Regions from separate parts of the Mus musculus genome. Here regions 1 and 3 are each linked to region 2. Evidence: chromatin contacts called from public Hi-C and HiChIP or PLAC-seq data. All regions are on one chromosome and are shown on one strand. The core of a region is the stretch at or near the end of the contact, and the rest is flanking DNA. Distances in the headings are between cores, read along the strand shown. Region 1 holds the start of Vtcn1 (V-set domain containing T cell activation inhibitor 1). Region 2 holds the start of Ptgfrn (prostaglandin F2 receptor negative regulator). Region 3 overlaps Igsf3 (immunoglobulin superfamily, member 3).

Evidence for each region. A called contact is a pair of places that touch in the nucleus more often than the background predicts. HiChIP or PLAC-seq counts read pairs in DNA pulled down with a chosen protein or histone mark.
Region 1: a contact with region 2 is called in a FOXA1 HiChIP or PLAC-seq map of pancreatic cancer cells. The contact joins the promoter of Vtcn1 here to the promoter of Ptgfrn in region 2. A contact is called at or near these places in 1 of 39 promoter capture datasets (hippocampal neurons), 1 of 115 datasets of contacts at active chromatin or transcription factors (pancreatic cancer cells) and 1 of 9 other capture datasets (pancreatic islet).
Region 3: a Hi-C map of adipose-derived mesenchymal stem cells shows a contact between it and region 2, with 2.3 times the contacts expected there. The contact joins the enhancer-like site here to the promoter of Ptgfrn in region 2. A contact is called at or near these places in 5 of 39 promoter capture datasets (the 3T3-L1 cell line, the C10 cell line, cranial neural crest and 2 more), 4 of 484 Hi-C or Micro-C datasets (the HPC-7 cell line, adipose-derived mesenchymal stem cells, embryonic fibroblasts and 1 more) and 1 of 115 datasets of contacts at active chromatin or transcription factors (astrocytes).

What each region holds. Positions count from the first base shown.
Region 1 is chr3:100,823,805-100,826,708 of GRCm38.p6, forward strand. It overlaps Vtcn1 (V-set domain containing T cell activation inhibitor 1), which reads left to right and starts at 1,655. Exons shown (of 6, transcript NM_178594.3): 1 at 1,655-1,786. The coding sequence starts at 1,755. Gm32720 (a long non-coding RNA gene) reads right to left here and starts at 2,764. Exons shown (of 3, transcript XR_375902.2): 1 at 2,435-2,764; 2 at 1,014-1,202.
Region 2 is chr3:101,108,638-101,111,719 of GRCm38.p6, forward strand. It overlaps Ptgfrn (prostaglandin F2 receptor negative regulator), which reads right to left and starts at 1,529. Exons shown (of 9, transcript NM_011197.3): 1 at 1,455-1,529. The coding sequence starts at 1,503. Gm52612 reads left to right here and starts at 329. Exons shown (of 1, transcript XM_030252967.1): 1 at 329-3,082. The coding sequence starts at 1,273. The coding sequence ends at 1,914.
Region 3 is chr3:101,460,046-101,462,879 of GRCm38.p6, forward strand. It overlaps Igsf3 (immunoglobulin superfamily, member 3), which reads left to right. Exons shown (of 11, transcript NM_207205.2): 11 at 1-2,834. Among named protein-coding and RNA genes, the nearest start is that of Gm40109, 46 kb to the right of the region's middle. Within about 2 kb of position 1,551, at least 58 of the 459 cell types and tissues checked have an H3K27ac peak or open chromatin away from gene starts, as enhancers often do. A contact at or near this core is called in adipose-derived mesenchymal stem cells, astrocytes, embryonic fibroblasts and 1 more, where this site is marked.

The DNA.
Region 1 (2,904 bases), core at 405-2,904, 280 kb before region 2:
GATGACATGTGGTGGCTGGAGGAGTGTTGGAGGTGGAGCCGCTCCTTTCAGAGCTCATCGAGTGGTTGGACCTTTGTGCTCTTGCTCAGAATGTATAGATCTAAGGAAACTATGGCCTCTAGGGACCTCAGCTTCCTGAACCCTGGAAGGACCCATCTTCATGGACACTGCATAGGTTCCAGGGTGTTGCTCTTTGCTTATTTCAGGGAGAGGACAAGCACAGGGGGCCTCTTCTAAACCTGCTAACTCCCTAAGGGACGCTTCAGAGCACTGGTTCTCAACCTGCCATCATAACCCCTAGGAGGGGCCATGTATCAGACAGCCTGCATATCAGGTATTTACATCGGGATTCATAACAGTAGCAAAATTACAGTTATGAAGTAGCAATGAAAATAATTGTGTGGTTGGGGTCAGCACAATACAAGGAACAGTATTAAAAGGTCATAGCATTAGGAAGGCTGAGAACCCCTGCTTTAGAGAAAGGCAAAGTGTTCTTGAGACCACCCAGGAAATCAACCTCCCTGTGCTTGACTGCCAAGCTCAGTCCTCTCTTCTGAAGTTTTCTCCTCTTGCCACTCAGTCTTCTCTCCTTCTCAGCTCCACTCTCTGCTGGTTCCCAAAGTCCCTGACCCATTCTGGGTTGGCCATAGAAGGCCTGGGAAAGTTACCTAATCATCAAAGGCATTCATTCCCCTTCCAAGGGTAGAAGAGGTACGCAGGAAGCAAGCTTTATTCTTTTCAAAGCATCCTAGGTTGTGATCCCAGTGCTCAGGGGCTGAGGCAGGAGGATTGATAGAAGTATGAGGTAGCCTGGGCTACAATTGTGAAACTAGTAAGTTTCAAGCCAGCCAGCCAGGGCTACAGTGTGAGACCCATTTCAAAGACAGGAGGGAGGGAGGGAGGGAGGGAGGGAGGGAGGGAGGGAGGGAGGGAGGGAGAGAGAGAGAGAGAGAGAGAGAGAGAGAGAGAGAGAGAGCTGCCTTGCCATGAAATTCAGAATGCTATCCACTCACCTTGAATAATTTTCTGTGCAATATATTCTCAACATCTCTGGAACCTCAAAGCAGCATTAAGAAATGGGAGTAGGGACAGGTCCCCTCACCCTCTCCCTGAAAGGAAATCAGATCTCCTCACTTAGCTTTGTCAGAGTTCTTCAACACCAGGGCACACCAGGGTTCTTGTAGCTTCAGCTCATGGCCTCTCTGTGAGTACACCAGCAGAAATTGAACGTAGAGAATGATTCTAGGGGAGGCATGGGGGGGGGGGGCACAACCTAGTCTGCTGTCTCAGGTCAGCACCAGCAGGGATCAGATGCATGAGAGAGAAACTCTATCACGGGTGACCCAGCCAAGGTCTGAGGTCAACACCAGCAGGGATCAGCATTTCTACCAACCCTGCAGCTTCCTGGAATTCCTCAGACAGTGAGTTTAGATCCTCCTTGTGGCCTTGTGCAATTGAAAGATAGCGACCTGTATGAATTCAAGCCCCGAGGTAGAGACTGGGAAACTTCTCCTCACCCTTTCACAGGTCAGGGCCTAGAAAGGCATCCCTGGGCCTTGGCTTCACGGAGCTATTTCCTCATACCTGAGCCGTCCACAGCTACATGCACCCCTCCCAGCCTGCACTATTTAAAGACAGCACAAAGGAACCCGATGTGAGTCACAACACCCAGGAGGGCAGCAGCAGGCAGGCAGCTCCACTCACCAAAATCTGGCCCCACACACAGCAGGACTGTGGGAAGGAACTCCCTCTCCATGGCTTCCTTGGGGCAGATCATCTTTTGGAGGTAATCCTCTCTCTCTCTCTCTCTCTCTCTCTCTCTCTCTCTCTCTCTCTCTCTCCCTAAATTGAGAACAGGGGTGGGGTCTTTGGGAGGTGCTAAGAACCTGTGGGCTGTGCTACAGGGTCACACTTGCACTTTATCCGGTCCAGCACTGGGAGAGGAAGAGGTTAATAAGCAACTTTAGCAGCCCTGAGCAACTGCCCAGACTCAGGGAAGGTTCTGGTAGGTGATTTCTTTCTTATGAAAGACTCATCCCTACTAAGGCAGCTGTGGACTGAAAACTGTGTGTTCCACACTGAGGACTCAGCTGAGATGTTCAGGCACAGTAAACCCAGTTCATGGAGCTGCAGAGGTTGGATGGAGAGCAGGGCTGGTGGTGAGCAGGCAGGCAGACAGACAGACGTGTTTCAACACTTTCCTGTGGGCATACTGTCTCTGCAGTCTCACACTAACACCCAGCTCCAGCCCAATCTCGGCTGCAAGGTGGGGGTCCCTCATTTTCCCAGGAGAGCCCAGAAAGGACACCCTGATGGTTATTGCTACATAACCCACTAGACAAATTAAAATAAAATACAATAAAAAGACGCATGCCCACCTGCCGCCTACTGTTCCTCAGCTATACTCCAGGTTCCCCGTTAGGACATCATTTACCTTTCTGATTGAAAAGAGATGGAAAATGAAAGGATTTTGTTGTTGTAGTTGTTGTTGTTGATGGTGATGGTGGTGGTGGTGGTGGTGGCGGCCTGGCCCATCCTCCAATCTCCTTCTCCCCCACTAGGAAATAGATGATGATTTCAGTGTCAGTCCTAACTCATTAACAGTTTTTAGGAAGACACACATGCTGGTTCTAGGGGTTGTTTGAAGACCCAGTCTTCCAATTTCATGTGCCTCTTCCAGTTAAGAAAAGAAAAGGAGGGTGAGGTGGCAGAAAGGAGAGTGATTAACAATGAAAAGTCTGTAAAGAACATCACTTCCCACACAGCCTAGAAAATTCCTCCCTTAAAAGAGAACTCCACCTCCCTCACTCATGTTCAGCAAGAGGCGGGGCAGAGGCTCTGCAGGATCAGCAGAGAGGGGCTCTGGACAGCACCCCTCCCTCACTGTGCTGGGCCAACGCCCTG
Region 2 (3,082 bases), core at 279-2,778:
CCCAGGAATCTGTGCAACCATAGGCCATGGCCCTGCCTGACCCAGACGTATAAGCCAATTAAATGGTGGCGACTGTCCCCAGCAATATGCAACAAATACACAACTTGCAAAGACTGATGCCTGGCAGATCAGAAACCACAGAAGACTATTGGATGTTTTCTGTACATGGGTTGTGGCTGGAGAATTATGTCTAGGGGAGTTCTTAGAGGGAGTCATTTCCAGAAAACCCCTCGGAGGTGAAGTATCACAGTAGCAGCCAGAAAGGCTAGTTCACAGGCAGCCAGGACTCATGGGGAGCTGGGACAGTAAAGTCCTAATGCCAGCAGAAGGGGAGTGGTGGCAGGAGGTCCCCACGGGGATCCTCACACCATCAGAAGTGCAGTCATTTAGCCCCTGTGCAGCTGAGGCCAGGCTGGGATAGGCAACACACACCACGTGCTCTGGGAAAGCTTGAGATACATCGTCTGCAGGGGCTTGGAAGGGAACCCAGGGCTGGGTCTGGAATTCTGCTTGTCCTAGATGCCACTGGTCACAGGGAACCACGCATATAACCACACTTGGGGATCTGCCTTCCTGAACCAAGGCAGGCATTAAATAAATACATCAAGTGGCTGGTTAAGATCACCCTGTGTATCTATGTGAAGATGGTGTCTGTGTAAGGAGTGAATGGAAAATGGAGGGGGGGGGAGCCCAGGAAAGATTCCTTAGGTGGGTGAGGGGATACTGGGCCAAACCACTGAGAGACACCAAGGGTTTCCAGAGGGTAAAGGAGAAGGGGGCAGTAACGAGGGAAGTAACAGGTAGAAAAGTTGGAAAAGCTGGGCTCTCGGGTCTTTGTGTATAAATCCGAGCCTAGCTAGCTTCAGGAGACGCTGGAAGGCAACACTGAGGCAGATTTGGCTAGATGGCAGGGATGGTACAAGACTGTCACAGTAACGCTGGGCTACCCAGTGACCTTCGTGGAAGGAAGTTGGATTCTCTTGCTTCCCTGGAAAAGCAACTCAGCATGGGCTAGCGAATGAAGAGCGATCCCGACCGGCCTCGGCTATGGCGGGACACAGCAAAGGCTCACATTTCCGCCCAGCCGGGTACGCGGGCCGGGGCCGCCCGCACCTTCCGGGGCCGGGAGTTCAAGGTGAGCCCGGCTCACGGTGGCCAACAGGTAGAGAGCGCTGTGGGAGAACCGGCCACGAGCCACTCCCCCGGCACACGTGAGGACCCGGCTCGGTCAGGCCGGGCGGCTCCGGCTACTGGGAGCGCGGGCCCAGGAGGATGTGCACCGGGCTCAGATCGGCCCCACATCGCTCCCCGCCCGGCCGGCGGCCCGGCGCTCCGGATCCCGGTCTCCCGGGAGCCGCCCCGGGCGCCCCGGGTGCCCCAGGCCCCGAGCGGCAGCCGCGCCCCCCCGGGACCCAGCGCCCCACCGCGCCCCGCCGCGCCCCACGCGCACTCACCCAGCGACAGGAGCGCCAGCAGCAGCGGCCTCGGCGCCGGGCGCCCCATGCTCGGCCGGCGGGAGCGACTCTCCGCCTCCTCCTCCTTCCCCGCCGCCGCTCCTCCTCCTCCTCCTCCAGCTCCGGCTGCTCCAGAGTCGGCTGCTCCGCCGGGCCGCGCGCCTGCTCCGCTCTCCCCGCTGGCCGAGCGAGCCCAGCGCCGGCGCGGACGTGCGCACCTGGCTCGTCGCGGCCCTCCTCCTCCTCCTCTCCCGCCCTCCGCCAGCCGCCGGGCCCCGGAGCCGGCCTCGCCGATCCCAGGGCGCAGCAACCCGGACCGCCTCCCGAAAGCAAAAGGGAAGAGCCGTGGCGTCCGCCCGCCCGCGCCTCCCACCCGGCGCTTTGCCAGCAACAAACACAAACTTTCCCAAGCCCCTCCCCGCTCCAGGTAACGGAGGAGGCGCTGGGGCCACCCGCTTAAAGGGGAGGAGACGCCCGAGCCCACTCAGCCTTCCCCTCGGGCCCCCAGCCCTCGAAAAACTTTCCTCCGACCTTTAAAAGTTGGCCTGGAAGACTTGTCTGGAAACCTCATCTTTTGGGCCCTATCCCGGGACGCCCGGCATTCCTTCGCGGTGGAATCCCCACGAGTGTCTCGCAGCCAGCAACCCACACGTACACCCTCTGGTCTCCAGCTAAGCATGCCACCAGCCACCTGCTTAGCCCTTGCTAAAAATAATTACACAGATAGGAATGAAAGAGCTTCAAAGGCAGTGAATTCCCACCCCCTCATGGTCCAGAGGCCTGATGTGCTTGGGAGAGTTGGCAAGGGACTCTCAGCCAAGCATCAAATTCAACAAGGCTCTCTAACCCACCACCCTGTAGTTGGGTGGGCCTGCCTCCTTCCTGGCCCACCTCCCTCCTCTCCAGGGTCCCTGTGGTACTAATTAGAACAACTTCCAACTAAGGTACCCATAAAAGAAAAGAAAAAAAAGAAAAGAAAAGAAAAGAAAACCCACACCATCTATTATTAGCCGTAGTGCTTCAAATGGTATGTCTGCCGCCTGAGACTATATTCATTGCTTTAAGTGGACACAACTGGGTTTCCATTAAAGACTCTTTTTCCTCCCACAATAGAGTTTTGTGCTTTGGATTTGAATACAAAAGACTCCACAGCTCTGGGGGGAAAATCAGCGTTCCTTGTTTAAAACGTCCCAAGGATGAATCAGACATTCAGAAAGGCTCACTGGTATCCAGTGACCCCCTCCGTCGCCCGGGCCTTTCATTAATATATGTAAAACAAATCACAGATGTTCCTGGGGAAACTGCCTTCTCTGGTGCAGAACATTAAGCTTGTTCTGATTTCCACAAGCGTTTCTCGTTTCTGCCAACTGACATGCGACTGACTGGCCAGGTGTGAACCCTTCCGAAAGAGACTCCTAAAATTGTATTCCCAGCCAGGCGTGGTGACCTCCACTGCACTCTGTAGGTAGAGGCAGGATGGGCTCAAGGTCATCCGTCCCTGGCTTCAAACAGAGATCAAGGCCGGCTTGGGCTACAGGAGACCCTGTTTCAAAAGACCAAAATAAACAAATTCCTGGTGGTTCAACAATGGAGGTTTACTTACTGTCACAAAGTGGTAACAATTAAAC
Region 3 (2,834 bases), core at 301-2,800, 350 kb after region 2:
CCCACTCCCAGCAGACGTTGCCCATGGCAGGGTCGGGTCAGGGGAGCCCTCTGGGCTTTTCCTCATTGCTTCGTGCTCTGTGATTGGACAGGCGACAGCACCTGAACTCTGCAGTTTCTCTGCAGGAGCCAGTCAGACCTGGAACTTGTTGGAAGCTTCCGGTCGAGGTGATGGTTGCCTCTGGGCGGCAGCCCTGGTTAGCTGATCACACCCAGGTGTCATGATGCCAACATCCTAGGTTCCTAGTTTTTGGTTTTGGTAACTTAGTGCGTAGCTCCAGGTGCCGCATCTACTCGCCAATCTAACTCATGTTCTCAGATCGGTGCTATGGGGTTTCCTGTGCTGTGTAATGTACTCTTTTAAGCCCCTTGGGTCCTCTCCTTTTGGATCCCATAATGTTGTGGAAGAGTTTCTCTCACAACTGATAAGCAAGAGGAAGACGCCTTCATAGTAACAAGGATTCTCTTCCAAGACATTTTTGTTTTTGCACATTTGAAAATGCCACCCGTGGATCAAAATATACCCAAACATTTTTTCTTTTTTTTTCTTTTTTTTTTTTTTTTTTTTTTTACTTTCTTAGCAAGACTTGAAAAATATGTGTAGCGTGGGCCCAATTTGTATCTTATCTCTTCCTTCAGCCGGAGTTGTTGGAACCACTTTATAGTCAAGATGAAAGCATTGAATTTCGCTTCAAAGGACTGACTGCACATGTGCAGAAGAAACCCTGCAGGACCCTATTAGGAGCAGATGGTGGCCAGCCAACCAGTCCGTCAGGGAGGCAAAAAGGCTCAGTCCCATCATTGCCAAAAAAGAAAAAAAAAAAAATAATAATAAACGAGCCAACCTGAAGGAAGGGTCAAGGGCTCCAGGCGGCACCCAGTTTCTGAGGGTTGCCCTGATCAAAGGCAATGACTGGGGATGAGGGGGGGACGGGTGGTTGTTGGCTTGGCTTTGGCAAGCTTGGTCTCTTGACTTACCCCTGGGCAGGTAGCTTTCTTCTGTAGGTGCTTTGCCAAATTTTCAAGGGGACATGTCTAGTGAAGCCTGAAGGGGCTGCCCTGAGTGGAGGGAGCATTATGGCCAAAGTGGCCCCTGTGCACAGGCCCAGTGGAGTGTGCTGAGCTGCTACACTGAGCTTAGCAGAGTGGAGCGTGGGAGGGCGTCTTAGAGCCTGGTTGAGAGGTTGGAGGAGTGCTTCCCTCTGTCTTCCTTCCAGTGAGCCTTTCCTCGGAGACGGTGAGGGCATCCTTATCCATCGCAGCTCTTCCCGAATCTCAGTGCCATGGAGATATTGTCCTCGGATAGGACCAGGCACAGCCCTTTGCCATTCTTGTTGTCCCCCTGCTTTCAGCAGACAACTCAGAACAGGAGCTGTCACTTTCCTTTGTTAGAGTGTGTGTGTGTGTGTGTGTGCGTGCGCGCGTGTATGTTTATGTTGTTTGGTTGTACTGGTGGCTTTTAATTTTCAGCCCCCAAATCTGAACTCCACTGCCTCCACTCTGTTAAGCCAGATGCTTAGCTGCCCTGGAGCCTCATCAATTGTAAATCCTCCCTTTTGTCACTCTGAGGGTCTCGTGACCCCTCTCTTCCCCATCCTTCAGTGGCCACATCTTCTCTGGGGAATTTGCATCCTGAGTCCCAAGAGAGAGCCCCTTGGCAAAAGGTACCCAGGATTGTGGAAGTAAATTTAAGGAGTGATTTCTGCAAAGCCTTGTCCTGAGAATAAACAGACAACACAAAGGCTGCAGGACTTCCAGGTCATTGGGCCAGGCTGTTATGGATCCTTCCGAGGAGTCTGCTAGGTGTGGGCCGTGTGCTGAGCAGAGAGGGCAGGAGGCAAGATGCAGCCTGACAATCCTTCCTGGCCCTCTTGTTCTCTGAGAAGTGTCCAGGCAGCGCCACCTTAATCCTCCTGTGCCTGCCCTGCTGATTCTCATTTTTGCTGCACGAACACATCAGAGGGACCAAATTGGCTCAGTCACGAAGAAAGAATGTCTTTTGTTCTGTTCCTTCGATTCATGGGTGTGGGCTCTTGGTGGGTAGTTGCTGACTCCTGAGTTTTAGGCTGAGTCAATGAGGGAAGATTGACGCCAGAGGGCTGGCCTGGATTAAGATTTCAGATCAGCTCTGTAGCAGCAGAAGACTCAAGTAAATATGCAAAGCAACCGCAGGACGTTTGCAAGGAGCAAAGAAATCTATGTCAGTATTTTAACAACCGTTTTTTGCGTGTATTTTCTGCAGGGCTGGGGTATGCAATCAAAGTTTAAACTCTGAGCTTTCTATGAAAACAAAACAAAACAAAACAAAAACAAAAAAACAGAAAAGAAAAAGAAAAATCCAAAACCCTCAGGACCTCTCTGTGGCTGGGTCTATGGACATGTGTTGTCGGATAAATGGTGATGGCGCCCTCAAGTGGCTAGAAGGCTTCACTGCATATTGTCTGTTGAGGCTTTTGTCCTCCGAGATCAGAGTACTCAAGAGAGACTCCTGACATCTGTCCTCTCCAGTGTCACATTTATGAGCATCTCCACTGTGCTAGGCCTGTCCCAGGACACTATATGACCACACCCTCTCTCATCGGTGTGTTTCTGTAGCAAGTCTTCATATTTGTTTCCAACAATGGTGTCTCTGCGTTCATGTTGAAGACAGAGATGGGGTAAGAAGACTATCCGTGCATGAAGTAGAGAACTGTTGGTTTGTTTCTTTTTTTTTTTTTAAAGGAGAAGCTATTTGTAAGCCACTGCACAAAGACGTTTTATATACACTGCAGAGACCTGTAGTAAATTATGTTGACAATACGCTGTTTACATTTTCTGGAGTCTGATGGCCTCCTA